4 separate regions of the Danio rerio genome follow, and all the other regions are linked to region 3. A link is a contact called in public Hi-C and Micro-C data. All regions are on one chromosome and are shown on one strand. The core of a region is the stretch at or near the end of the contact, and the rest is flanking DNA. Distances in the headings are between cores, read along the strand shown.

What was found. Hi-C and Micro-C count contacts between places; a contact is called where the count stands out from the background.
Region 1: a contact with region 3 is called in a Micro-C map of caudal fin, with 4 times the contacts expected there. The contact joins the enhancer-like site here to the promoter of meis1b in region 3. A contact is called at or near these places in 1 of 18 Hi-C or Micro-C datasets (caudal fin) and 2 of 4 datasets of contacts at active chromatin or transcription factors (caudal fin and embryo).
Region 2: a contact with region 3 is called in a Hi-C map of an unstated tissue, with 2.5 times the contacts expected there. The contact joins the enhancer-like site here to the promoter of meis1b in region 3. A contact is called at or near these places in 1 of 18 Hi-C or Micro-C datasets (an unstated tissue) and 1 of 4 datasets of contacts at active chromatin or transcription factors (caudal fin).
Region 4: a Hi-C map of hematopoietic stem cells shows a contact between it and region 3, with 1.6 times the contacts expected there. The contact joins the promoter of etaa1b here to the promoter of meis1b in region 3. A contact is called at or near these places in 2 of 18 Hi-C or Micro-C datasets (hematopoietic stem cells and an unstated tissue).

The regions. Positions count from the first base shown.
Region 1 is chr13:5,215,322-5,222,155 of GRCz12tu, forward strand. It overlaps a transcript of meis1b not described here. Among named protein-coding and RNA genes, the nearest start is that of etaa1b, 50 kb to the right of the region's middle. Within about 2 kb of position 5,375, at least 11 of the 62 cell types and tissues checked have an H3K27ac peak or open chromatin away from gene starts, as enhancers often do. A contact at or near this core is called in caudal fin, where this site is marked.
Region 2 is chr13:5,243,174-5,250,193 of GRCz12tu, forward strand. LOC141377113 (a long non-coding RNA gene) reads left to right here. Exons shown (of 3, transcript XR_012389120.1): 3 at 4,898-6,159. It also overlaps a transcript of meis1b not described here. Among named protein-coding and RNA genes, the nearest start is that of etaa1b, 22 kb to the right of the region's middle. Within about 2 kb of position 5,563, at least 8 of the 62 cell types and tissues checked have an H3K27ac peak or open chromatin away from gene starts, as enhancers often do. A contact at or near this core is called in caudal fin, where this site is marked.
Region 3 is chr13:5,577,307-5,584,200 of GRCz12tu, forward strand. meis1b (Meis homeobox 1 b) reads right to left here and starts at 3,734. Exons shown (of 13, transcript NM_131893.2): 1 at 3,089-3,734; 2 at 1,489-1,709; 3 at 217-358; 4 at 1-13. The coding sequence starts at 3,100.
Region 4 is chr13:5,266,401-5,273,315 of GRCz12tu, forward strand. It overlaps etaa1b (ETAA1 activator of ATR kinase b), which reads right to left and starts at 2,206. Exons shown (of 8, transcript XR_012389101.1): 1 at 1,886-2,206; 2 at 1-129. It also overlaps a transcript of meis1b not described here.

The sequences.
Region 1 (6,834 bases), core at 4,125-6,624, 360 kb before region 3:
TGTGGGTCAGATCTGGGCCAGAGAAAGTTTTCATACCCAGTTAGCTATGAATTCTGGCCCAGATTTGGCATAAAGCCGGGACAGCAGGCAGTCGTCCGGCACTGGCAGACAGCAAGACTTTAAGGTGGCACACAAGACTTGGGCCAGATATCAAATTTATTATTCGGCCCAGATGTTAAAAATGTATATGTGGGTCACGTAAGTTTGGCCTATCTTGACCCACTTTTAAAATACATTTAAATTATTTATAAAGAAAAGAAAAATTCTACCAATCAGGTTGCTTTGAGGAAAAGCACGCCATTAGTGCACCTAAAGCGAAATGCACACTAACATATCTGGCCCAGTTCAAGCCCAGTTATGGATTATTACCTTGGTTGAGACTTGGCCCAGATATGGTTCAAGTTTGGTCCTTGAATGGAAGCCAGACTTGGTCCAATCATCTACCGTAATTCACTGCGGCATGTGGGCCAAGCAAAAGCTGATTGTGTGGCCCACATTTGAGCCAGAAAAAAAATTTCCATGTAAATTTGGCTTTTCTTGACCCACTTTTAAAATGCATTAAAATTATTTTTGAGAAAAAAATGTTTTACCAATCAGGTCACTTCAAAAAAAAAAGCACGGCCATAAATCGAACTGCTTCATGGGTTTATCAATTTCACTGCAGTCATGACACACCAACATATCTGACCCAGTTCTGGTCCAGTTATGGGTTATTAACTTGGCTGAGACTTGGCCCAGATATGATCCATGTTTGGTCCTTGTATGGAAGCCAGACCTGGTCCAATCATGTACTGTAATTCATTGAGGCAAGTGGGCCAAGCAAAAGCTGATTGCGTGGGACAGATCTGGGCCAGAAAAGAATTTGCTATGTTGGCAAGTTTGTGTTTCTCATGGCACCATATGTGATTTTTCCCATTTCGTTTTTAATTTGTGACATGATCAATTGCAGTTAATTTCTCACAATGTGCAAGCAAACAGACGACGGAAGATACAAACTCTTAAGCAACATTCATGCCACTGCAACAAACTCAGAATTACTGAATGAGAGCATATTAATCGTTTCCCGCTCGCACCCCAAAATAAGCTCTCTACTGAAGCCATTCTCATTTGTTTGTCGTCAAACGCCTGACAACTGTAGTGAAATATGTAACGAAAAGTGCTACAAAAATGTAATAGTTTGATTAAGGTGTTTACATGTCTTCATTAATGCGACTAAAATAGGAATACGATTTCTGTTAAGTTCGATTATGAGTTTAGTCGGATTAAGGTAATCAAAATCAGTGTCTACATGGTAAACTCTCAACCAGAGTAATCCTTAATCATATTAAAATCGCATTGGCATCCATGTAAACGTATTTAATGGTAGTCGGCACTCATATGTGGTTTTGTCATGCACATCTCGTCAGGGAAGTAATGTTGTGAGTTGGAGTGTCTCGTCCGAAGGCTAGAGGGCACTGTCACTCAGAAACACCAAACATGACAAAACCACGGAAATCCTCATAACTTTGCATCATAAACAGATTTTCATTTATTTAGAGTGACTAATACACAAACAGGGCAGCATGGTAGCTAAGTGGTTAGGACTGTCACCTCACAGCAAGAATGTCACTGGTTCGAGGTGGCTGGGTCAGTTGACATTTATGTGTGGAGTTTGCATGTTCTCCCCATGTTCACGTGGGTTTTCTCCGGGAGCTCTGGTTTCTCCCACAGTCCAAAGACATGTGCTATAGATGAGTTGAATAAACTAAAATTGGAAGCGACCCATGATTAATAAGGGACTAAGCCGAAGGAAAATGAATGAATGAATAATAAACAAACATGCATGACATCCAAATGACGCAAAGTGTTTGCATTCTCATTTGCATACTAATAAAAATGGCATATTTCATGAAACACTAGCAGGGAGCCATCCTTCCTGCGATTAAGTGGAACGGGTTGCAGAAAAGCTGAGGTAATGTCTTGAGGAAGGAAAAACAAGACTCGCAGCCAAACGCATAATGTTTTGCACAAGACGGAATCGGTGCAAGAGTTGTAGTTTGGGTATCAGGTTATAGTGGTTAGTCTGCAGGCCCAGCCAAGGCGCAGTCTGGAATGGAAGGTTAACATTGCAGCTTTGAGGGGGGTGGATGCTACGACGAACACTATCTGATAAAGTTTCCTATGATGGATTGAGTTGGCTAGAGGCGGCCTGCGGTGCCACTTCACATTTAATTGCATGCATCTTTCATGTAGAGGTGCATGCGTGTGTATATCACCTCCCACCTCCTTCTGCATTCCCTGTGTTACCCAATAAGGACTGGCTTGAGTTAGAGGTTTCACACCTGTGATTTGTTTTTGCTAATATATTGTTTTATTATAGGGTGTTTAACAGAAGTATCCAACATAGCAACATCTCTCTGGCCCACACAGTTAGCTTTTTCTTGGACCACATGCCACAGTAAATTACAGTACATGACTGGACCAAGTCTGGCTTCCAGACAAGGGCCAAACAAGGACCATATCTGGGCCAAGTCTCAGTCAAGTTAATAACCCATAACTGAGCCTGACTAGGCCAGATATGTTGGTGTGTCACAACTGCAATGAAATCGATAAATTCATGAATCATTGCGCATAAGGATGCTGTGGGCGTGCTTTTTCTTGAAGCGACCTGATTGGTTGAATTTTTCTTTCATTCATTCATTCATTCATTCATTCATTCATTCATTTTCTTGTCGGCTTAGTCCCTTTATAAATCCGGGGTCACCACAGCGGAATGAACAGTCAACTTATCCAGCAAGTTTTTATGCAGCAGATTCCCTTCCAGCCGCAACCCATCTCTGGGAAACATCCACACACATTCACACACACACTCATACACTACAGACAATTTCTTGAAAATGTCTTTGGACTGTGGGGGAAACCGGAGCACCCGGAGAAAACCCACGCGAATGCAGGGAGAACATGCAAACTCCACACAGAAATGCCAACTGAGCCGAGGATAAAACCAGCAACCCAGCGACCTTCTTGCTGTGAGGCGACAGCACAACCTACTGCGCCACTGTGTCGCCTGAATTTTTCTTTATTTGGAAATAATAAAAATGTATTTTAAATGTGGGTCAAGACAGGCCAAACGTACATGCCTCCCATATCAATTATTGACATCTGGGCCAAATACTACATTTTACATCTTGCCTAAGTATTTTATGCCTCCTTAAAGATGGTGCCACCTCTGCCAAACCAGGGTCATGCTTGGCCCACATGCTGTATACCGGTGCTGGATGAATGCCTGCTGTGCCAGATTCATGCCAAATCTGGGCCAGAATTCTTTGCTACCTGTGATACACTGGAGTGAACACATATTACTCTGAGAGAGTGATCCAGCATTTCCAGGAATCTCAATGACAGTTGCTTAACTTGCATGAGACTAGGAAGTATTGAACCTGGATGCCTTGCCAATGCTATCCAACCAACCCTATGGTACAGGTTCTATAATAATGTGGCATTGTTTTGTCACTTGTACGTGGTAAACATATAGCAGTGTATGATCACATACACTTTTAAGGTCTAAACTGTATATTCCAGGCTACCAAAGCTCCTTTGAGTCATGTGGATCTGTATAGAGCAGTGGTTCTCAAACTGTGGTACACATACCACTAGTGGTACTCGGGCTTCCTTCTAGTGGTACACAGAGGAATTGCTGAATAATAAAAGACTGAAATGAACACACTTTTAAGCCTTTGACGCGTATGATAACACTGATGTGATCAGTTCCCTGAAGCCACGATGACACCAGTCTGTAGCCGGGCCGAGTCTGCTTAAAAACAACGGTCGGTATATAGCGAACTTTACGGTTCACTTAAGATGTGATCTCATTCGCACCAAATCCCGGTAATGCCACACGTAAGAATTGGTTAAGCACTGTATTGATTTAATAACTCACTTTTCGGACACACATAGGCCTACTGGCTACTATACATTAAAACTACAACTTGTACACATTTTCTTATTACTTTTTGAGAACAGTGCCATTTTAATCAATGTGCAAAAAAGCACATTCTAATTTAAACATTATTTATTTTTACCTGCAAGCACAGTTAATGTTAAAATCATTTATAATGTTCAAAGTGGCTGACAGTTACACATATTCTTAATAAAAGGAATTAATTTGTCTAATTTTTGAGCTGTGCAGATCTGTAGCTGCTTAACTAGCACAACTACACTACTGTATTTCAATGCTAGTTGTTATAGTGGTACTTGGAGAGGCAATTTTTTTCTGAGGTGGTTCTTTGTTAAAAAAAAGTCCACTGGTATAGAGTATATACATGCATTATTCTCCACAGGGAACTCCAGTGAGGCACATTATGTAGCTCTTTATCAGATCAGACCAACTGGTTTTCCTGTGGCTTCACACCATTTCAATAAGAGCCTCGGGGTGGCACAGTCGTCTCGAATTTGGCAAGCTGTTCCACTTGTACCTTCGAGATAAAAGTGTTACCAGCAAGCAATTAGAATGTACTGTCAATACAGTGTGAACCTTATTTTGTCCCATTCGGGAACCTTTAGCGTTAATGGCTAATGACATCCTCGGGTTACTTGTCAGTTCTGGTTATGAAATGCAAAGAGGAAACGAATGTTGAGATTTCAAGAAATAGCTGAGACATAACGCAAAATACTTGTGTTTTTGGACACAAAACTCTAACCCTCTTCAATTCAGAGAATTGGACTTTCAGCCAAGCGTATGTGCCGTAAGCTGGGGAACATATGATCACAAAGCCGTACGCTCGCACACACCCAAACACACACGCTGTCAACACATTCGCCATGATGGATCCCTCTCATTTTCCGAGCTAGGATCCGATAAAAGTGGCAGCCGAGCTCTGGGGCCTGGCTTTCTCTGATTACACCTCAGTGTCCCAGAGCAGATGTAGCCGACGAAGCCCCTCCTGGCCTGGCTTGCACGATGCTACATTTGCCCGACCGCATCTCAGCTGCAGCCTCGGGCGCTCCACCATCAAATTTTCATGCTACCATATGGAAGAATATTAGTAATAGAGATTTACTGTCACGGCCATCCCACTGGAGAAAATAAGGAAACGGTTACATATTGCTTAGGGTAAATGAGAGGAAGCCAGGCGAGGGAATCAGAGCCCTCTGTTTTCGAGACATCCGATCGTCTGCCGAGAAGCGAGTGGAAGGCACTAAAGAGTGTGTTAAGTGCAATTGAATGGGAAGAGTCCTTGAAACAGCATAGCGCTTTGTCGGTGGGGTCAGGGAGGTGAGTGATGATGTCTTGCGTCTCTTCCGTGTGCGTGACTCCTCAACAGGTCCGGCAGGTTGGGGCTGTGATCAGAGCCTAAATTACAGCAGGTTGACAGATAAGGAAGCGGCTCGCCTGAACACACACAACATCAGAGAGAGGGCGGAGAGGGCGGCATTGTCTACCTCCCTCACCTCACACTCTCACAGTGCGCCTGTCCATCAACAGGTGTCATTAAGAGCTGTTATTGACTCCATTAGACACTATTGGCAGGAAACCCAAAGTTTGAACAGGTTTTACTCGTGTGTCGCCATACCACGTTACGCAATCTAGAGATTCGGTGGTACTCGCTTCTTTTGTCTTCTTGTTAGTTGGAGTTATCGGCATGAGTGCTCCATGGCTTATTTGACGGAGGTTATTTATTTTCACCACAAATGAGGCACGGCAGAAAGTGCCTGTTTCGCTTCGTGAAGTTTTCTTTCATGCTGAAACGATACCTTTCTGCGGGCTCCGCTTTGAACCCGAACACATTGAATGAACACAAGAGTACAAATGTAAACCAGACTACAAATTTGGGTTTTAGGATGCAGAGGGTTATGATGACAGCCGGCCCACTTCCTGCAAAGCCTCATTAACATTTATAAATGCAAAACGAGGGGAGGTGTTTTGAGCTGCATTTTCTGATAGCTGATATCTCTCGTTCCTACGTAAAGTACGCACAACTGGTCCTGCTTAACAACTCGGTGGATTAGCCATGTGGGCAGGAGGGTCAATTTGCAGACGACTCTTCTGGAACCAATTAGAAACTACATCTTTCCCCGGGGCACCCTGCTTGAGTAACTCTACATTAGCTGTTTTATCTTTTGATACGCAGGGCATTATTAGTGGTGAGGCGTTCACAGTGGCTGCGGTTAGATAGTGACAACTGTAGAAACAAGGATTGGCTTAAAGACCATGGGCATGTTGTATTACGCCTATGTGAGCACACACATCACACACACTCACTCACACACACATACATTCATCCTCCCCTGCTCGTTACACCACAACAATCCCTCTTTTGTCAAGGAAGATTGATGATATGTTGGAATTTCATTCATGGAGTTCTGTGTTTTGGAGTTGCTCTGACGACCAGGTATAAACAGGCTCTAGCTGGGTTTTGAGTTTCACCTCTGAACAGCAAAGAGAAACAACAGCAAGGGCCTTTCAAAGGTTAAACAAACAGCTATTGCTGATATCTTTGAAGATAATGGGTGAATTATCTTTCTCAAAATGTTTATTGTTCACACGAACGATCGATTGGAGAATATGCATTCCACATCTGTGACCTCATCCATCGCTGATTAAACAGTTCCTCTTTTCACAGTCTATTGATTCGAAAACATCAGAGTCGATCTCTGTGCTGCAGAATTCCCCGTGTGAATATTTTCAAGGCCTGTTAATCTAACAGGTGACTCTTAGTCTTATATTGAATGTTATGGAAAATAAACAAATTATAAACTGACTTCATAAAAAAATATTTATAAACTGTAGTAATAAATATCTGTTTGACATCATCAGCAACAGATTTATATCAGCATTATTCCATTTCAAGAAGT
Region 2 (7,020 bases), core at 4,313-6,812, 330 kb before region 3:
TAGCATCGGAGAGAGTCATATTCACAGAAGAGTGCCTTCAAACACATTCATTCATTCATTTTCTTGGTGGCTTAGTCCCTTTATTAATCCGGGGTCGCCAAGGCGGAATGAACTGCCAACCTATCCAGCACGTTTATACTCAGCGGATGCCCTTCCAGTCGCAACCCATCTCTGGGAAACATCCACAAACACTCATCCACACACACACACTTATACACTATGGACAATTTAGCCTACCCAATTCACCTGTACCGCATGTCTTTGGACTAAAACCGGAGCAGCCTTCAAACACATTTTCTTTCTGAAACTGAAATAAAATTCAATTGGAATTGAATTCTCATTTATTTCTGCTAGTCTCTTTAAAGCAGTTTCTATAACTGAGCCAGTGATTTATCATCATCATCACAAAGCTGTTTGTTTATTTGTTAACGCATACTCGCAGAAGCCTGCAGCTTGTGTAATTGGCCTGGGATCTCCCGCTCTGCCTGTAAGGCCATGATTCAGGTTGCAACATATTTTTTTAGGGGGTACAGCGGCTGATCTGCAGTCAGAAGAGAACTCAGCTCTCTGCTCTGCTTCGCTGCTGATCTCATCTCCATATATGAGCTGCTTTGCACTTCTTGCGCCTGCCACGATTAATTAGCCACATCCAGGTAAGGGAACTTCTGACGGAGTGCCAAGAGCAATAAACATTGATCATAGTCACAGACTTTTTACTGGCTCGCTTGATGGAAGGGGAATGCAACCTTGCGTGTGTGTGTGAATAATGTGTCCCTGTGCGCCGGAGAGAGGGTTTGTGTGTATGTGTGTGCGCATGAGGATGCGCTTACATCTTGCATGTTTGTTTGTGTCGTTAGGTATGCTTAAAGGGATAGTTCACCCAAAAATGACAATTTACTCACCCTTCACTTGTTCAAAACCTAGTTGAATTTCTTCATTCATTTACTTCAGCTTAGTCTCTTATTTATCAGTAGTCAAAGCCACAGCCGAATGAACCACTAACTTATACAGCAGGTTTTACGCAGCGCCCTTCCTGCCGCAACTCAGTACTGGGAAACACCCACAGAACTGCCGCTCACTGGATATTTTCTCTTTTTCGGACCAATCTCTGTAAACCCTAGAGATGGTTGTGCGTGAAAATCCTAGTAGATCAGCAGTTTCTGAAAGCCCATCTGGAACCACCATGCCATGTTCGAAGTCTCTTAAATCCCCATTCTGATGCTCGGTTAGAACTGCAGCAGATTATCCTCACTATGTCCACATGCCTAAATGCATTAAGCTGCTGCCATGTGATTGGCTGATTAGAAATTTGCGTTGAGCAGTTAAGACAGGTGTACCTAATAAAATGGCCGGTGAGTGTAGTATTAATAATCTTGTCAACGTTTTTTAGCATTTGTGTCTGAATAAGCACGATGCCTCTGCTTACACACTAGCATGCGCATGCCTTCACAATCGTGTCGAAGCACGCAAGCTTGTGTTATGCTTTATAAAACAAACAGACCTAATTTTAGGGGGGACTTTATTTTCAAGGTCATACTGAAGAGAGCTTCGAAAACAATCCTGTCTCTTTTTTTCCAGACCCGGACTGTCTTGAAAATGCACTCAAGAAAAAAAAAATAAATAAATAAATGGCAAAACCAGAGCATAATGAAGCTGCAAAACAAAAACAGTGTGCCTTGGCCAAAAAGACTGGGATGTAATGGAGGCCAGATGAGCAGACAGTAACAAATATCTCCATTAGCTGCCACTGATGGAAAGCCGGTGGAAGTTGCTACACTGTAAAAAAATGCTGGGTTCCACACAATCGATGTTTCAGGATAACATTAAAAGAATTCATTAATTCATCATTAATTCATTAGTTTTAGTTTTCTTCACAGAAGTTCATTAGTTTTTACAAATTTAAGTGAATTAAACATACAAGAATTAAGTTGTGGGCGAGGCAGTGGCGCAGTAGGTAGTGCTGTCGCCTCACAGCAAGAAGGTCGCTGGGTCGCTGGTTCCAACCTCGGCTCAGTTGATGTTTCTGTGTGGAGTTGGCATGTTTTTCCTGCCTTCGTGTGGGTTTCTGGGTGCTCCGGTTTCCCCCACAGTCCAAAGACATGCGGTACAGGTGAATTGGGTAGGCTAAATTGTCCGTAGTGTATGAGTGTGTGTGTGTGTGTGTGTGAATGTGTGGATGTTTCCCAGAGATGGGTTGTGGCTGGAAGGGCATCCGCTGCGTAAAAAATTGCTGGATAAGTTGGCGGTTCATTCCGCTGTGGCGACCCCGGATTAATAAAGGGACTAAGCCGACAAGAAAATGAATGAATTAAGTTGTCCCCAAAAACCCTCAATAATAGTGTTGTTTCAGCTCATTTTAAATCAACAGTTTAAACAAAAAGCAAACATCGTTTTTTGAATGTACGCAGTGTAAAAAATGCTGGGTTCCACACATTTCCCTGATTTGTGACAAATCATCAAGTTAACAATGGTTTTTACAATTTTAGGTTGATTAAACAAAATATTTGGTAACACTTTACTTTAAACCATTTATTAAGCATTAGCAAATAATGAATTTATTACCTGTTAAAGTGCTGTATTCTTGACTTATAACTAGGGCCAGACGGAATCTGCGGACATTTTTTGCTATTTCTGCGGAGAATTTTGGTAAAAATCTGCGGATTTCTACGGAATTATTTTGGGAGTATCCAACGAGTATCATAACTAAAACCTTAATATATGAAATAAATAGTAATAAATTACTGAAAAAAAACTGAATAAATTTAGATTTACACATTTACTCAAGTAAATAAACAGAATTAATGATGTTCTAAAAATCGGCAGAAATCTGCGAAATTCTGCGCGCGCAGATTCCGTGTGGGCCTACTTATAACCAGATATATAATGTGCTTAATAATTCTTCTTTCATACTTTGTTGATGATTTATTTTTCATTACTAAATTAAGTATTGCATTATTTACCAACTATTTATTTAAGCACATTTGGTGTTTTTTTAAAGATCATTCAGATGAATTATTAAATGATTAATAAACTATTCAAATGAACATTTAGAATTCTTATTATTCAGGCATATATTAATAGTTAATTTGTATATTAATAAATGCTTTAGGCGAGGCAGTGGCACAGTAGGTAGTGATGTCGCCTCACAGCAAGAAGGTCGCTGGTTCGAACCTCGGCTCAGTTGGTGTTTCTGTAAGGAGTTTGCATGTTCTCCCTGCCTTCGCGTGGGTTTCCTCCGGGTGCTCCGGTTTTCCCCACAGTCCAATGACATGCGGTACAGGTGAATTGGGTAGGCTAAATTGTCCGTAGTGTATGAGTGTGTGAGTGAATGTGTGTGTGGATGTTTCCCAGAGATGGGTTGCGGCTGGAAGGGCATTCGCTGCGTAAAAACTTGCTGGATAAGTTGGCGGTTCATTCTGCTGTGGCGACCCCGGATTAATAAAGGGACTAAGCCGACAAGAAAATGAATGAATGAATAATGCTTTAATAACTCAACTACATCTTGTTTTGTGACTTAATCTAAAGTGAGGGCTATTTATGCTTTATAAATCCCTCATAAATGACAATTAAAGGCTCAGTTATATTCTAAACAGGAAAAAAGAACATACTGTAAATGACATTATTCATTTCTATTCATTTGAAGATACACAAATAAAACCGTATCAAATAAAAATACACTTTTGCAACCTTATCTAATATAATATTACTGTACAGTTTAAACATTGCATCCTGTTAAATGATTACATTGATGTTGTTTTATCCAATTTTATGTTCTATTTTGAAACTCCTGTTATTCAGCAATAAATGTTATTCAGCCCAATGTTTAAACTTTCATTTTACTTTTTAGATAAGATTACACAGATTATTGTTAATTTTATACCAAGCCTTTCATTTATAAGTCATTTATAAAGCACAAATAGCCCTCACTTTAGGTCACAAAACTGGATGAGGTTGAGTTCATAAAGCATTTATTAACATACATAGTAACCATTACTATATGCCTGAATAATAAGATAAACGTTAATTTCAAAAGTTTATTATTCATTTACTAACTCATTCTGAATGATCTTAAAAACCTCCAACTACTACTAAATACAAATGGTCTGTAAATTATGAAATATTTAATTTATTAATGAATAATCCACCACTCACAAAGTATTAAAGTAGAATTATTAAGCACATTATGGCCCAGTTTCACAAACAGCGCTTAGATCAAGCCAGGACTAGGCCTTAGATGATTTAGGCTATTTAAGCCACATTTATAAAATGACCATAGAAAAATATATGACTGGTGTGCACCTGGAGACAAAAAAATGAGACTGACATATTTTAAGACATCTCCCCGCAAGTTATTTTGAGTTGAGACAGCTCAAACATGCAATTTAATCTTGACTAGCCTTAAACCTTGTTTGTGAAACCGGGGGAATATATGTGGTTATAAGTAGGCCCACACTGAATCTACGCGCACAGAATTCCACAGATTTTGAGCCCATCATTAGTTTTGTTTATTTACTTGGCATGAGTTACATTCAGGGGTGCTAACCGCTTCATTTCCTGACTTCATACATACATACATCCCCCTTTTCTACAAATTCTCTGTACAATAGCAAAAGCACAAGAATTCTCAACTGTAAATTCTGTGCCCGCAGGAAGTTTTGCTGCAGAGCTCAAGTTAATTTTAGACAATCAGGCCATTGCATCTCTATCAGCTCCATCTACTTATGCAAAAATGCTTCATTAGTATGCAAAACATCACTTTTAAGCAATACAAATACAGTTGTTTAATAAAAAGAAAATTTCTTTGTAAATCCTTTTTCCCATGTCCCAAAAAAACTCAAGAATTGTGTCATTTCAGCTCATTTTAAAAAAGTAGTTTGAACAAACATTATTTTTTCAGTTTACAGGACGTTGTGTCCAGGCGGGGCGGTCAAGTTGACCTGAGCGAAGCAGGACCATAGAGGAAAGCAGAGGAGCAAAGGGGAAGCCCACGGACCTGTGCTCTGCTGCATTTTCCATCGTATGTGTGTGTGCGCGCGCGTGTGTGTGTACGGGACAGCTGGGATTTCAATCAGAGACTTCTTTATGCAGTCTTCTAACACATAATGAACTGAAGCACTGCACAGCATGAGCAAGCCTTATTCACACACACCGCCAGTGTTTTAGCATCATTACAGAACTCACACACACACACACACACACACACACACACACACACACACACACACACACACACACACACACACACACACACACACACACACACACACACACACACACACACAGCTCAAGCAATCAAAACCAAATGTGCCGCATTGAAAAGAATGTCAAGAAATGACAATGTGCTGAGAGGAAAAGCGATTTGTCCAATCCGTTAAACGTTTATATCAACAATTAGTTCATAATAAGTCGGTTTGATTAAAAGCTGAAGGCCACGGGGCTGCGCGGTTCCTCAGGGGCTGATCTGGAGTATAAAAAAAAAATTACCTCACCCTAAACCTGTCAGCACACCATTACGACCCACGCCGCCATATGATGGCATGCCAAAAAAAGAAAGAACGAAAAAAAAAATACTGAAGCCATTGTAGCGAGAAGGTGTTGGCAGATGTAGGTTTCAGGAATGCAGTGACAGGGTTATTTGTTGGACAGAGGAGAAAATGTTATAGAGGGGGAAAAAAGGCTTCGGTTTTGTGGGTTCTTATCAGCAAGCCTAATAGAGTTAGATAGGGGAATATCTTGATGAGGAGTCTGATAAAGGCGGAAAGAAAAACAAAACAAAAAAGCTAGCAAGCAAAGGCTACAGTTTAGAGGAGCAATGAGTCATGCAGGACCATCTGCAGGAACATGCGCATTTGCTAAAAGAAACTCAGAGAAATGTCAGCCAATGCCAAATATTTGTCATATTCCACCAATGGTTTTTAAATAAATATGGCGACTGTATAAGGGTGTCATCAAATGAAAGGATTCAGCGTGAATACATATGACTTTTTGTGCGCTATTTATTTAAGTCTTCTGAAGTGAAACTGTATGACATACACGGTTATTGTAAACAAAGTCCATCAAAAAGAATATTTAAATAAGATAAACAAATTTATATTAAACTTAAACTCAACTTAAACTTAAAAGTAAGTTTAAGTACAAAAATAGCAAACCTAAAAACCCAAATAAACTAAAACAAAAAATAAAATAAATTAAAGGAAGCAAAACAAAACAAACTAAATGAAACAAAACAAGTATAACTGTTTATCAAACAGGGTAGGAACTTAATGGGGGGCTTAAAATGGAACAAAACGAAATGAAACAAAACAAACTGAAACAAAACAAAACAAACTGAAACAAAACAAACAAAACCAAACCGAAACAAAAACAAAACAAAACAAAACAAAACAAAAAAACAAACAAACCAAACCAAACTAAACCAACGGAACCGAACCAAAACAAACCAACCAAACCAAAACAAAACAAAACAAAACAAAACGGAATAAAACAAAACAAAACAAATATAATTGTGTATCAAACAGGGTAGGAACTCAATCGGGGGCTTGGGGCAAGAAAAGTCAGCAAAATAACCACAACAAAGCCCTGAAAATTCCAGATTAGGGCAAGAAAAACCTGCTTAATGGATCATTGCTCCTGAAAAACAGCTGACTCTGAGCTTCAGATAATATTTGCTGTAAGAACAAACTCTGAGAAATGTCAGCCAATGTCAAATATTTGTAATTTCCCACCAATGGTTTTTAAATAAATATGGTGGCTATATAGGGGTGTTCGAATCAAAGGATTCATCATGGCTTCTTAAGTGAAACAGCATGTGACATGCAAGGTTATCATCAACAAAGTTCATCAAAAATCAAAAATAATTCATAAATAAAATGTTTTTAGGGTAAAATAAATTAGTAGCCAAGTAAGCATTTTTTTTTAAGTTAAAGTGTGAAAATAGCAGCTTCAGAATAAAAGAAAACAAAACCCATATCCAATTGGTCATTTTAAAGTCCATAAAAAAGTAAAAATAAAAAACTATAA
Region 3 (6,894 bases), core at 2,484-4,983:
TTTCTGCTCGAATCTGAGACGATATGCATGTAAATAATTAAAAATTGTGAGAAAAAAAAATAGTTCTTAAAAAAAACACAAAATCTATTTAAATGCGTTGCTCAAACATTGTTTTTTTAACACATGTAGGCTATAAAGATTTCCAGTTACAAAGAGTATGTAAACGCAACAGTAAAAATGTGCAAAAACTTTTTGCGGAATAAATCAGTTTCTGACCTGTTTTGCAAACACTGCTATATCCTCATTGAAAGACTCTGATGAACACACATCGCCCCCAGCAACACCGGGTTCTCTAGGTGTGCAAGTGGCTAATTCACATTTCTCAAAAATCAGTGCTAGAAGAGGGAACAAGGGGTGCCTGGAATAAAAGAGTATAGAGGTCAGTTTGAGGGAAACTCTGGATTAACATAACTTTTAATAACACTTCACAACTCATTCTAATTGTAAAAGGGGTCAGTTCTGAAACCTTTACTGCAATCTGATTTGTAATTGAAAAGTTAAGATTTCATAAACTAAATATGATTTATGTCAGTAAACAAAAAAAAAAAAAAACACTTGCGTACCCTTGCGCCACGTTGATAGCAATTGCTTGTTTACACGTATATGCTCGTGTTGATAATTTAGTTGTGACATTAATTATAACAAGCTTGTTACTTGTGCGTACACTGTATCAAATCACTTGCAACTTGAATTCCTAAACGTATTATCAAAGACAGCGGTCAATATGAACTGCGGACTACAAGGTCAGAGCACCTAAAATGCTCAAGTTGAGTCTAGGCCAAGCGTGCAATTTAACCATGGTTCAAATAGTGGACCTAGATCTCGTGTAAATGTTAAGGGACGCATCTAATCCATAATGAATGAGAGGAAGTTCTATAGCTTGTTACTGCGTATAATCGCTGTTTTCAACGGCAACAGCGTTTATACACAGCGCTGTGTGCAGCAGCTTTTGTATGTTATGCGCATTTGGAGTTACACCGCACATCCAGATATATTTATACATTTTTAATTCGAGCATTTGTAAAATAGTCCTTGTAGTTCAGTGTTCATTTTAATTTTCTTAAGAATCACTTAGCTGTCTAAATGTGTTTTTTATGTCTCAAATAACTAGGTGTTAAGTGTTGTTAAAAAGTTGTAAATGTAACACACATATGGATGTTTCATGAGAAACGATGTTTTATAAAAAATACAATACTTAGCAAACAAAATATTATAGTAGTAAACTACTAAATAGCTTGAATTTTGAAAATCATCAACAACAAAAAATATATACAACCTATTTATCAACATATAGAGACAAAACGGACAAAGCAAACATTTTAAATGATTAACTAATCTAAACAAGAAGAACAAAAAATATTTAAAACAAAACAAAAACTTAGATTAAACAGTAATGGCGCCTCGAGTTTTCACAAACTATTACGAGTCCAATAATGTGTTATTGGCAAACTTCATCATAAAATATATGTCTTGGCTATCTACACGTACCCGTAAATGGAGTCTTTATCTCTTTTTAGAGCGTCATTGACGGATGAGCCCATGCTGGGCGGCATGGCGTTGGTGTGGGCTGTGTGCGGGTACTGGTGGGAGTGGAGCTGGGGCCCGTGATTCAGGTGAACAGCCTGCATGGATCTGGCGGCGTGCGGGTCCCCGTACATCGTGCTCGGGATTCCTACTCCGTCCATCCCATAGTGGGGTATATCTTCGTACTGCACACACACGAATGGCAATATTCCCAGGTTGTCACTTTTTTTTTCCACTTACAGAATGCATAAAATATACACTGAAAGAAAATATAAACTGGGTCTACTTTAGATGTTCCCAGGGAAAAAAACTACGACTTTTGCGAAATGAAAACACTTTGTTTTGGTGTTAACTAAATATGTAAGCGGTGTTTTGTGGTTGTAACACTACGTGCAAACATGCTATTTATTGCAACAAAAAACTAGCATGTTATTTTTTTAAATTAGACTGAAACAGGGAGATTTAGAAAACAGTGTCCGGCATATGGAATAATGCTTTATTGTGATCATCACAAAACATGACGAGTAGCACAACATAGTTGTGTCCCTATTATTTTCATTTTTATTTCCACAGTTCAAACTTAAGTTATAGGTAATGTAGTAAGCATGTAATAACTGTGTAATTTATTGTTGATTATATTGTTGTCAAACTATACTTATTTTACGCATTTTAAAATATAATCACACGTAGCAGGCTACTTTTAGAATTAGTTTAATTAAATTCAAATTTACATTGTTCATCCGTGGCTTTTAAATGAAATATTTGATTAATTTATTTCGAATAATGTATCAGTGACACTTTAATACTTAATCATGGTCGTTATTTTAAGTTTTATTACACTGTTTAGAAAGTCTGATGATGAAAACATTACATCTGCCTTCTAAATATACAGAGGTGTTAGCAGGACAGCAGGGTGCTGTTATAGTTTTACCATCAAAAGCAAAAGGTCGGAGGGTTGCGATGAAATCTACTTTGTGATTGTTTACTTTTGATTACAAATGCAAAGAAGTCGCCAACTAGTAAATGTCAACTTTACAAGTCGAAGCGCACAAGAGTTTCACTCTAATGCTGTTTGAAAGTATTGTTATTACACAAAATTGAAAAATAATACGGCTAAATAAATTTTGCGTCCTATTAATATTCCTGCATAGTATGTTATCATAACAAGCATTATAATAACTTTTATTAATAGAGCTGACTTGTTCAAACAGCTAGTTTAATTTTTATTTTAAATGTTTCTGCTTTATGAAAAGATTAAATAAACGCGTACTGTAAAAACTGGCAATAGTTTATAAAATTAGGAATGCTCCCTGTCAAACTTAATTAGAGAGTATCATTTTCCCCCTAAATTGACATACACACACACACACACACACACACATACACACACACACAAAACACTATACACAAAGGGGTGCATGAAAGTGAGCGATGTAAAGTTGAATGTGAAAACTAGAAGTCAAAGGAAGAGAAAGTTTGACTGCGAGGCTGTCATCGGCCACGTTTCAGTATTTCCAACTGCATTCAACAATACGGAGTCGAAGAAACTTTTCGGGATACGTACCCTCTGCGCCATCGCCCTCCACACTCCCTCGTCTTCCTTTAGTCAAAAATATATCCCCTATGAGGCCAGGGTGAATGGGAAATAAACACGCAAATTCCAAATGTGGGATATGTTTTGCCCAAAAAATCCAAATGCCTGTTTCGAGCGAGCGATGTGAAGCCAGTCCTTCACCGCAAGTTCAGCCAGACGCGTTCAGCGATAGGTCCCCTTCGCGTTCTTTCCCCTGGACAGCGACAAGGATCGAGCAAAATCTTCTTTTCCAAAGCTGTATGAAAATAGCCCCTCAGACAAAACTAACGCATCTCATGGCTTTTTGCCACTCCGGCTGTCAATCAATCAAACGCGAGCTTGTCAAAGTGCTGAATGAATGATGATCCTCCGCGCGCTTCCACTGGTTAGCACCCCTAACGAGAATACTACTCAAATGCACAAAAATGAAGCTCTCTCTCGTTTCTTTGATCACTCTCGGCTCCTGAGTTGATTTTTTATGCAATAGCTTCTAAATGAGATCAAGAGGAGGTGGGCTGATAATTCTGGCTTAGTTTTTCTTAAAGGAGCCACGATCGATGCTGCGAGCTGCCTTTCCCCGTTTGTGTACAATGAGTGTGTGTTGAACGCGGCTCAGCAGCTGAATCTGGACCAGACTGCTGAAACCCGGAAGTAGTGGTGGCCATAACAGGTCGCGTCTTGCACAATGCGATGGGCTACATCAAGTTCCTGCTAAAGCAGGGGGGTGAAATGTGTGGGACGCAGAAAAGCGCAGACCACTTCCACGATTCAGCACGAACCGAGGAATAACACGCAGAGACCGCGTTGTGCTTTTGGTTGTTTCCCTTGGATAGCAATGCGTGCGTAATGCACGCCAATGCATACAATAGTAGTCTAACCTTTATAAATCATTACATAAAAACATAATGATAACAAAGGGAGCGTGGACCCATTCTCAACATCGCTTATGTTTATTATAAGCTCTGATATGGGTATCCGAAATGGAGAACGCTAAACTATTTACAATAGTAGAGAAACTTGGATACCCTTTTTAAGGTGCGTAATTAAGTTTCCCCATACGTTATGTGTGTACTTTTACGCGAAAGCCCTTGCAAATGGGATGTTCTGCACTAATAACACGAAATATTGTTTTCACAACATGTCTATATACTTCACATTTCACGCAAACATCATTACTCGGGAACAGCATACGCTGTACTTCAGCGGTGATGTGCCGCGCTCTCAGCCGAAACACCCCCGCCATTTGTGAATGGGCTCATCCACTTACTGTAGGATCTTAGGAGTTTGGTGCAGTGTCCAATGAAAGTGTGTTACAGTGAATCAAGCCATCTATTGGTGCAAAGAATGATCAATCATTAATTTATCGGTTGATATGCTTCCATAAATGAAGAAAGGGTGGAATGAAAATATTGTAATCTGGAGGGAAAATGTAGTCTCCATATTCTGTTTTGTCTATTCTAATGCTCACTCTCTAGCACAGTCATTCTCTATCTAACACACATTGTAGCCACTGACACAATTATTTTTTTCAAGATATAAAAGTAAATGTTTGTTTTAATATTCTTATTTGTGTATATACATGTGCAATTTGCAATGTTTAGTTTGTGCCTCTCTATCAATATTTATAATTAAACTAGTGGATACAACTTTTACCATGCATTTTAATGCTAGTGTGTACGACCTTTTACGTTAACATTTTGGAGAGGTCACTTGTGCTGAGTTACATTTAAAGTACAAGCCCCTAAATAAATCGAGATGGTTGTTTTATGAATATTACATCTTCCATAAAATGCTATAAGAGGCTTTAAACAAAAACTGATTGATGTAGTCTGAAGCGCTCCATTGTGGCCAATACAACTGACCCGGTGACAAGGTGTATGAAGTTTGTCAGAGGAGCATCTGTCATCGATCAGAAGCGATTAATGCGAGCAACAGTGTCTTATCAGCTGCCGTGAGCATCACACGACCCCCGTTTCCCGCAGAAGAGCAGCGACAGGATCCGGCGCGCACATTTACAGGCATGAAATTACTATCAAATCCCCAAAGCGCTCGGCAAACCAAGGGTGCGCGCTGCGCGGGCGACGGATCTGATGTGGACTTAAACACAAATGAAAGAAGGATTCATGCAACAGATATATTACAGATATACGACTAGAACCACAGATAAACACGCACGCGTTTGTCGGTAAGTAGTTGCACTGTTTATCTTAAGAACGTCTCCAAACAAATATATAGTTTTAGTTTATCTTAATTACTGTTCATTAAATATGTCTAACAATTTCACCTAATTATGTACGTAACAACATATAATGAATTGGATGTACATTGAGTAAACTTATTTGTTTTATTGATGTTTGTAGTCTTAACAATAGTTTTGCGTTTGTCTCAATTATGTGAGAAGCAAACGGGATGACATGAAAGCTGTGCTTACCCAAACGCTTAACTGCTGTCACAGAACCAGAATAGCATTATAAAGTAATTAAGTTCCTTCAATTAGCATCTATAAAAGGACGCTATAGAGCACAATGAGGGCATGGACTTTCACTGTTTAGGTTGCCTTTTAGTGAGGGTCAGCAGATTGCACCACGCATCACCGAGTTAATGCCATCATTTAGGATAATTTGGGCTAAGAAAGAGATGTGAATCATTGAACGTAAAATCAAAAAGAAAGTCTAAAAACAAGTCCGAAATTTAACCGAGTGAATTGAACTGAGTGCGACTGATGCATTATAAACTGAAAAAGATGGAGCATATGCATCACTGAGAAAAATTGTACAACTTTACGCAAAGAGGTTGAGTTTATTTCAAAGTGTTTGAATTTGGCTTAATTTGAGCAAATTAATTTAATATTTAGATATAAATACACCAAATTATATAGCTAGGAACAGCTAGTATGTTGTACATATAAGTTAGAGTATGAAGTACCATATACAATATATATTTTTTGTATTAGTGTCATCCCGACAATTCGGCAGTTTCATCTACCAGACACAAAATTTAGCTTTAATCTAAAAAAAACAAGAACGCGTGATGCCATCTAGATGTTTAATGCAAGAATGTTCCCATTCTGCCTCAATATTTGTTATTCATTTGAATCTTTCTCTCTCTAAGTCGCTATTGAAAGCAACATGCCGCTGTGGTTCAGAAGTCAAACGGAGGTCATCCTTTATATCCCCCCGCAGCAATCCGCGACCAGGGGCCAGTCAGCAGTGAACCCTGCCTTCTCCACTACTGACAACTGCCTGAAACTTACAAGACTATCGGGAATGGGTAAGACGCGCTGGGATAAAACAGCAGGCTATAACTTTTTTCTTGATCTTGCCACTGCCTGGTTATAATGCTCTTAGTGTGTTTCAAGTGTTTGCAAAATGCGCAGTGTGTGAATATACAAAATCTCCTAATCGGTAAGCTATTTATTTATTTGACTTTACTTGCGTTTTCCAATCCAAGTGCAGCAGAGACGTTTTTCAACAATTACTACAATTAAAATAACACGAGATAAACAGTATTTACTATTGCGGGGAAATTAAATTCATCACCTCGACAGCTTTATAAATGTACCGTGATTACAAAACTCTCGCATAAAAGAAAACTTTTAATAGTTCATAAATAGGCCTATTCGAGGCTACGTGAACGTGTTCTGCGTCCAGATATTTTAAGTAGGCTACAACTTGTGAGAAGATTTAAAAATGCCAAATTACATATATTACAGGTGTAGTTAAAGTTGGAGTATTTGGGCTCTTAACTTTTGGTTGTTGTTGTTGAAGCATTTTAAATAAACCAAATAATGCGCTGTG
Region 4 (6,915 bases), core at 956-3,455, 310 kb before region 3:
CATTCAAATCTTGCGTGGGTGAGTTTGGATCCCAGATGATATCTTGCGGGGATTCAGTCTCATTAGGCGAATCTCCACCGTAGGAACCGTTGAATCTGACTCTTGGTCTTCGTTTTGGGGTTGTAAAATCTGAGAATTAAGATTATAACGTTATTGAAGTTTGTATCATGAAAATGATTCAATGTCGACGCTAAAAAGAGACACAATTGGTGTCCGAACCACAATATTATTTGAAATCGAGGTAAAGTTGATTTTATATTCGCAATTTAATATTATGCTCACTTTTGAACAGTGAAAACTTCTGACAGGGTCCCTATATTGTTTACCATGCTACTTTGAATATTCGTTCTGAAATTACATACACGTATGACTTCAAAACAACATTAGAACTATTTGACTGTGAACATCCCAACAAACACACAACGTTGCCTCAAGATAGCAACCTTCCCACAACGTTGTACCAACCTTGTAAAAAGGCTGAGGATCTACGTTGTTGCTGAAGGTTGTCACAACGGTGTCGTAATGTTGCCAATTAAACGCCCGTTGCTTTAGATTGTGCTTAGGTGGCATGGATGACCACTGTACAACATTTACTCGTCATTAAGGAATCAGTTTAAACTTCAACAGACCGTTCGGCATCTCATTCAACAATGATCGAGAAGACGCGAGTATTGCTTCATTTCTTCTTGCTAGATAAGTCATCAGCGGTCATTTGTGTAGTACTGTTGCGTCAAGCTCTGATCTGTCTTCTCTTGTTCACTGCCTATTTTGAGTTGTGGCTGCTGTGGATCCATCTCTGCACTGGATTCTCAGTTGGATTTGTTTCCTTCTCTGACTGCTTTCTAGGTACCAACAACTACGCCTGGTCTGCGGCTGCGCTCCCCTGTCTGCTGTATTCTCCAGTCAAGAGCTTCAATGCATAGTGTCTGAATTAAATTTGTTTTCTTGTTTACTTTACTTCTCAATTGACATTTTAATTTAGCCTACCCTTTTAGTTTAATTATATATAGTTAATTAGTTTATATAATTTAAACATTTTATACTGTTTGCTTAAAATTAGATGCACTGTATGTAATAAATGTGAAATGTATAATACAAAAAAATATATTATTTACATTTGTTTGGCATTTTTACACCAAGGTTATATATGCAGTTATTTTATTTAAAATAAATGAACTACTTAATATTAAACAATACTAGAAAATGATCACTGCTTATCCTGTATCCTAGGCAGTAATGAAAAAAAAAAACAGACAACATTAATGCAACAATGTACAGACATTGCTACAGCATAGATGTGTTTGTTGGGACTGTTATATTTTGATAGTCAGTGGTTGCTAATATGATTTCCCTGACAAGAATACTTCTGGGAATTTTTGAGATTATATTATTGAGGAGAAATTTCAAATGGGCGAATATAATAAAACCGACTTTACCTCTGTTTGGCTGAAGAGCTTTAAAATGGCTTGTAATTCTCTATATATAAATATTACAGAACTAATAGAGGAAAAGTTGGCTCTATATTTGCACATTCAGACTTTCTCCTTAATAATATCATTTCAGAAAGGTATTATTTGCAAACTCTAAATAGTGAAATCATATTAGCAGCCAATGAATATCAAAGTACAACCTTATTCAGGCAATTAAACAGTGCTAATGTTGTTTTGAGTCATATTTACATGTGATTTTAGACCCTATATTTAAATTAGCGAAGTAGATAATATGGGGGACTTTAAATGAAGGAATGTGCGAATATAAAACCAACCATACCTCAATTTCTAACTTTGATGATAGGACTGTATGACAGTATACAATACAAAACACGTATCTACTCTCCAACCTTTGTCACGCGGTTTCACACGTCTTATAATTGTAATAAATTTACCTTTGTGACAGTTGTTCGAATTATAACAAGAAGGAGACTGTGACTGTTTAAGTCCGATCATGTGTCTCTTTGTTTTCATTTTCTTCGGGGCAACTTTAAAAGTTCTGCTCCGACTTTCTCTCGCGTCTGTTATTTGTCGCACGCCGATGTTTCTGTTCTCGGCCATGATTTCTTTTAACTGATATGAACAATACCGCTCCAGTAGTCATATCTTGGTTGGTCTAGCTATACAGCTCTTTGTTTTATTAATTTTACGTTTAAAAAACGTTTGTATACTCAAAGAAGAGTGGTCTCCTACGTGGCCGCCATGTTGCTTTTTTTACGTATACGTGAGTACGCGTTCATGATTGGTTGTTGGCATCTCGCAAAATATCGTGAGACCTTGCATTAACACAGGGCGCTTTAACCACGATCGTAAACTTAATGGTGATGTAAACAAATGGACCATGCACGGAATTCAATACTGAAATATAGAGTTTTTCTAAAACATATAATAATGTTAGAAATATCCTCCCAAAACCGAGCGGGTCCGGCTGGTTTTAGCTGGTTATTTTCCAGCATAACCAGCCAATAGCTGGCTGGAAATGGCCAAAACCCCTCAAAAAACAGTTAACAAGCTTTTTTTTTCAACAAGGAGAGGACAAGCTTTTTTCAACAAGGAGAGAACCATAAATGCATATAAAACTGTAATTGTAACTGTACATTTATTATCTTTCTGTTTCTAAAGATGTTAGGTCACCAAACACTTATTTTAATGTATTTAACTATTTCATAAAACTGTTTTGTTTAAATGCAACAAAATATAGACTAAAGTCATTGAGAAATAGATTGAAATATTAATTTTGGGTTGCAAGGTGGATATGCGGATGACTTGATCTTCATATACTTTTGCAGTTACAGATTAGTTGCTTACACCCTTGTAGAAGTAGCATACATCCATGCTACTTGGAAATGGCTAAATACACATGGAAAAGCATGAGATGCAGTCATTTTAACAAACTTCGACCTTAACCATTATTATCTTTATTCTTCAACGATTCCTACTTTCGACATTAATGTTAACTATGTTAAATCACCAACTAACCGATATAATGTACGTTGCTGGTTTGTGTGGGTCACAATTAAAGCATGTAATCATTTTGCTCACATAAATATTTAAAGAGAAAAAAAAGAGAAATTATTTATTTATTTTTTAAAATCAGAAATCGGTATCGAATTGGTCATCGAAAAACATTATCGGTGCATCACACCATTAAAAGCATTATGCATGCTTTTAAATATGCATCGTAAAAAAGTCTTTGCTGACCGAAAGCACTAGATGGTGCCTGTATTCTTTATAAGTGGTGTGTTTGTGTGTGTGTGTGATGTTGTGGAGGCTGCATACTGAGTGTGCTGCTGATCTAGAAATGCTGTACGGTTGCAGTCGGGCTCCCCTGCTGGAGTGGTGTGTGTGAGGGCCAGACGCTGCTGTCAGTACTCACAGCTGACACACACACTCCTCAAACTCTACCTGCTGAGAGGAACCACTAGTCAAAATAAAAAACCTTTAGTTGAGACATGTTCCTCTGGTATAAATGGACATGAAAAGGCCTCTATGAAAGCACGGGATCTTGTTGTAATAGTGTGTCATGGGCTAGTAGCTACTGATGCTGCACTTACATTGTTGTTAATGCACTGTAGCAAAATGATTTGTCAGATTACTCAGCATGGACGTTCCGGCATTAGTCTGGGCTTCTATAAAATAAGGGACTGATATTGAGCGCATATAAATGGCAATGCAGAATACATACATATATTGTTAGTCTATGATTTTGTAGTTTTGTTATTTGGTGTTTGTTTGTTACAGAACATATGTTAAAAGTAACAGAATTTAGTGATTGTCCAACATGATTAGTGTTAATTAGCTTTAAATGTTCATTGTATTATGATACATAGAAGATAATAATGCTAAAATATTAGCCCACTGTACATGATTTGACAAAGGTTTTGTTGTCGATCCCAGTTGTAAGAGTAACAAATAATAACTTGACTAGTTAAATATTTGGAAAAGTGACAGAATTACGTTGAACTGCATCCTAATCATCACAAATACTGCAGTAGATCTACTGGAGCCCGCACGGACCCAAGATTCCAACACAATCTCACGGCAATTCGTAACTTTTTCATTTAGTGGCTAATTCGTATGAATTCGTACGATCTAATTCGTACAATTTAGTACGATTTGCTTATCCCCCAATGACGGTTGGGGTTAGGGGTGGGGTCAGGTGCCACGCCTCCTTTTTAAAATCGTACCATTTCGTACGACTGAACTCGTACGAATTCGTACGAATTAGCCACTAAACTGGCAAAACGTACAATACTTACGTTTTCTCGTGAGATCAGGCTGAAGATTCTCATAAAAAACAGTCAAGTTTGGTGAAGAAAAAAATCATGGTTTGGGGTTACATGCAGTATGGAGGCTTGCGAGAGGTCAACATCAAAAGCCTGGGGTATCAAGACATTTGGGCCACCTATTACATTGCAAACCACAGAAGAGGGCAAATTCTTCTTTTTATACATCAACCTCCACATCAAAGTTCCTGAAAGCAAAGAATCCTACATCCAGGATTGGCCAGACCACTCACCAGACATAAACATTATTGAGCATGTCTGAGGTAAGATGAAGGAGGAGGCATTGAAGATGAATCCAAAGATGAATCTCTGTGAACTCAACACAAATTGATTAAGATACTGTCACGGCCTCACAAGGAAGACAATGGAGATTAAGGGTGCTTTCACACCTGTGAATCGATTCAGTTGTTCCGAAACAGAGATTACAAATGTTACATTGTTGCTGTTTGCTCTTGGAGCGGTTCGCTTTCACACTGCAAAGTTTCTAATCGGACCAAAAGAGCTAAAACAAGTCACGTGCGAGTAAACTCTCCTCACATTGGTCAGAGTGTCAGGGTTTATTTTGCAGAGTCCCGCTCAGCTTTCAGGAGAGGTGGTGGTTTGGTGGTGTTTGACAAGGTGCGCGCGACGTGTCTGAAGAGTGAGAAGAGATGCGGTGGGGAGGGGTGAGGAGGGTGCACGACGTAGCCTATTTGAGGATCGGGAGGGAGACGCGAGATTACCGAGAGATAATCACTCGTTTGTGGGCATCCGGAGACTCGCGAAACTTCCCGCCCTGCTCATAATTCTCTCTTCATATAGCTGTATTCCTATTACATATCCATAAAACACAGTGATATAACCGCACTCGAATCGGATCGCTTTCTCACTGCAATTGATCCGCTGTAGAGTTCGTTTCAATCGAGCCGAGACCACCTCCTTCAAGTGATCTCGGAGCGATTGATTTGGCGCGGATCCGAGAGCGATTGGTGGTTTCACATTTGCCAAGCGAACCGCGCTAACTGGGCAAAACTGTAGTTGTGAAAGCACCCTAAGACTTTTAAGTATTTATTCAAGCGAAACAGCATCAACTGATTGTGAAGCAGGTAAGTGATGAAGCAAAGTTCTGCATGATGAATCCAGTTCAATGATAACACCACACACAAACACACTTTAAAGTTATTTCCCTTTAACAGGCTGTTTGTATCCACAAAAGAAAGGGGGGCATGCACGGAAGAGCACATGACACAACAGGGATTACAGAAAAGCCGATGAGGAAGTTTAATTAATTTAAGTGGATTAAACATAAAACAACTAAGTTGTCTAAAAAAACGAAATAATTGCATTGCTTCAATTTGTTTTATTTAGTTTGAACAAGCAGTTTGAGTGTCACTTTGTTACATATTAAAGAAATTAATTGTTATTACTATTTCTTTTTGGAATGGGGGGAATTTTTGTACAGTGGGATGTCTGTTAAGAGCTGACGACACACACTATAATGAGACAAGCATCATAAATGAAGGACGTTAAATTCAAATCACCCTAGAACGATAAGTAAGTATGCATGTGTGTATAAAAATAAATAGAGCCATCGTTATCTATCGTGTGGTGTTTGTCATGCGGCGCTCAGCGGCGTGTTTAAAAGTCACCACAACACCCTCTGTCGCACAAAATGCTAGCATTTCACAGAGCTGGATATTAAGGAGGAAGTAAAGGGCAAAGATATGTCACTTTCAATCTGAAGATGAGGCGTCACGCTGAGTTTCCTTTTTTTTTTCTTTCCCCGCGTTTTCCTTTTCGCCACGAACGGCAAAATGCCAAAGGCCGCAGAGGGAGAGCATTTGGCTTCTCGAGCTTTAGCCGCCCAACCCCGCCGCTCTCCTTGCCTTCTCTTTTTTATTTATCTGTTCCGCCTTGGTTGTTTAGACCCAATTAAGAGGCTAATTGTGGAGATCAGGGAGGATTGCATTGTTGTAAAAGTACAGAGCGCATGGCTAATTGCCGCAGCAGCTGCCAGTGTTTATGAAAGCCGGGCGGTTCTGCGGTTCTCTCGGAGGAGACCGTGCGCTCATCCTGCTTCTGATGTGGTATAGAGAGAGCGCCAGGTGAGGGGCGAGCAGTTGCCAAAGTGTGCATTCACAGAATGGGAGCTGCAGAAATAATTACCACCACCGAGGGCTTCTCTTTCTCTTATCTCGGGCTCTGGCTCCCCTAGGCAGCCAGAACCTTGAGGATGACACCAAGCATGTGGCGGGACTCGGCGATATGGAAGCAGTCCAGGATACAGATCCTCTGCCAGCTTTTTATCTAAATGATCTCACACTTGTCTGTGCCAGGTGTTTTGGGCGGGAGTCTGTGAAATAAGGCATGCATTTTTGAGTCACCGCTGAGGCTGTTGTCAAGCGATGCTGTACTGGCTCCCACAGCAGATGGGGGGTTTTCGTAAAGTAAACTTTGAGAACGTCGTTCTGCTCGGCTGCAGCTTGTTTTGGATGGCGCTGGAATACCATCATGCCGTTTCTCAAAACGCAGAACATGATATGATGACATGACAGCTCTCGGGCCAGGTTTAGTCATTCTTTTGGCATTACTAAACGCTCTTTACATTGCAGCGTTGTTACGCATTTTTACATTTTCCTAGTGTTAGCTCACCTGATTGA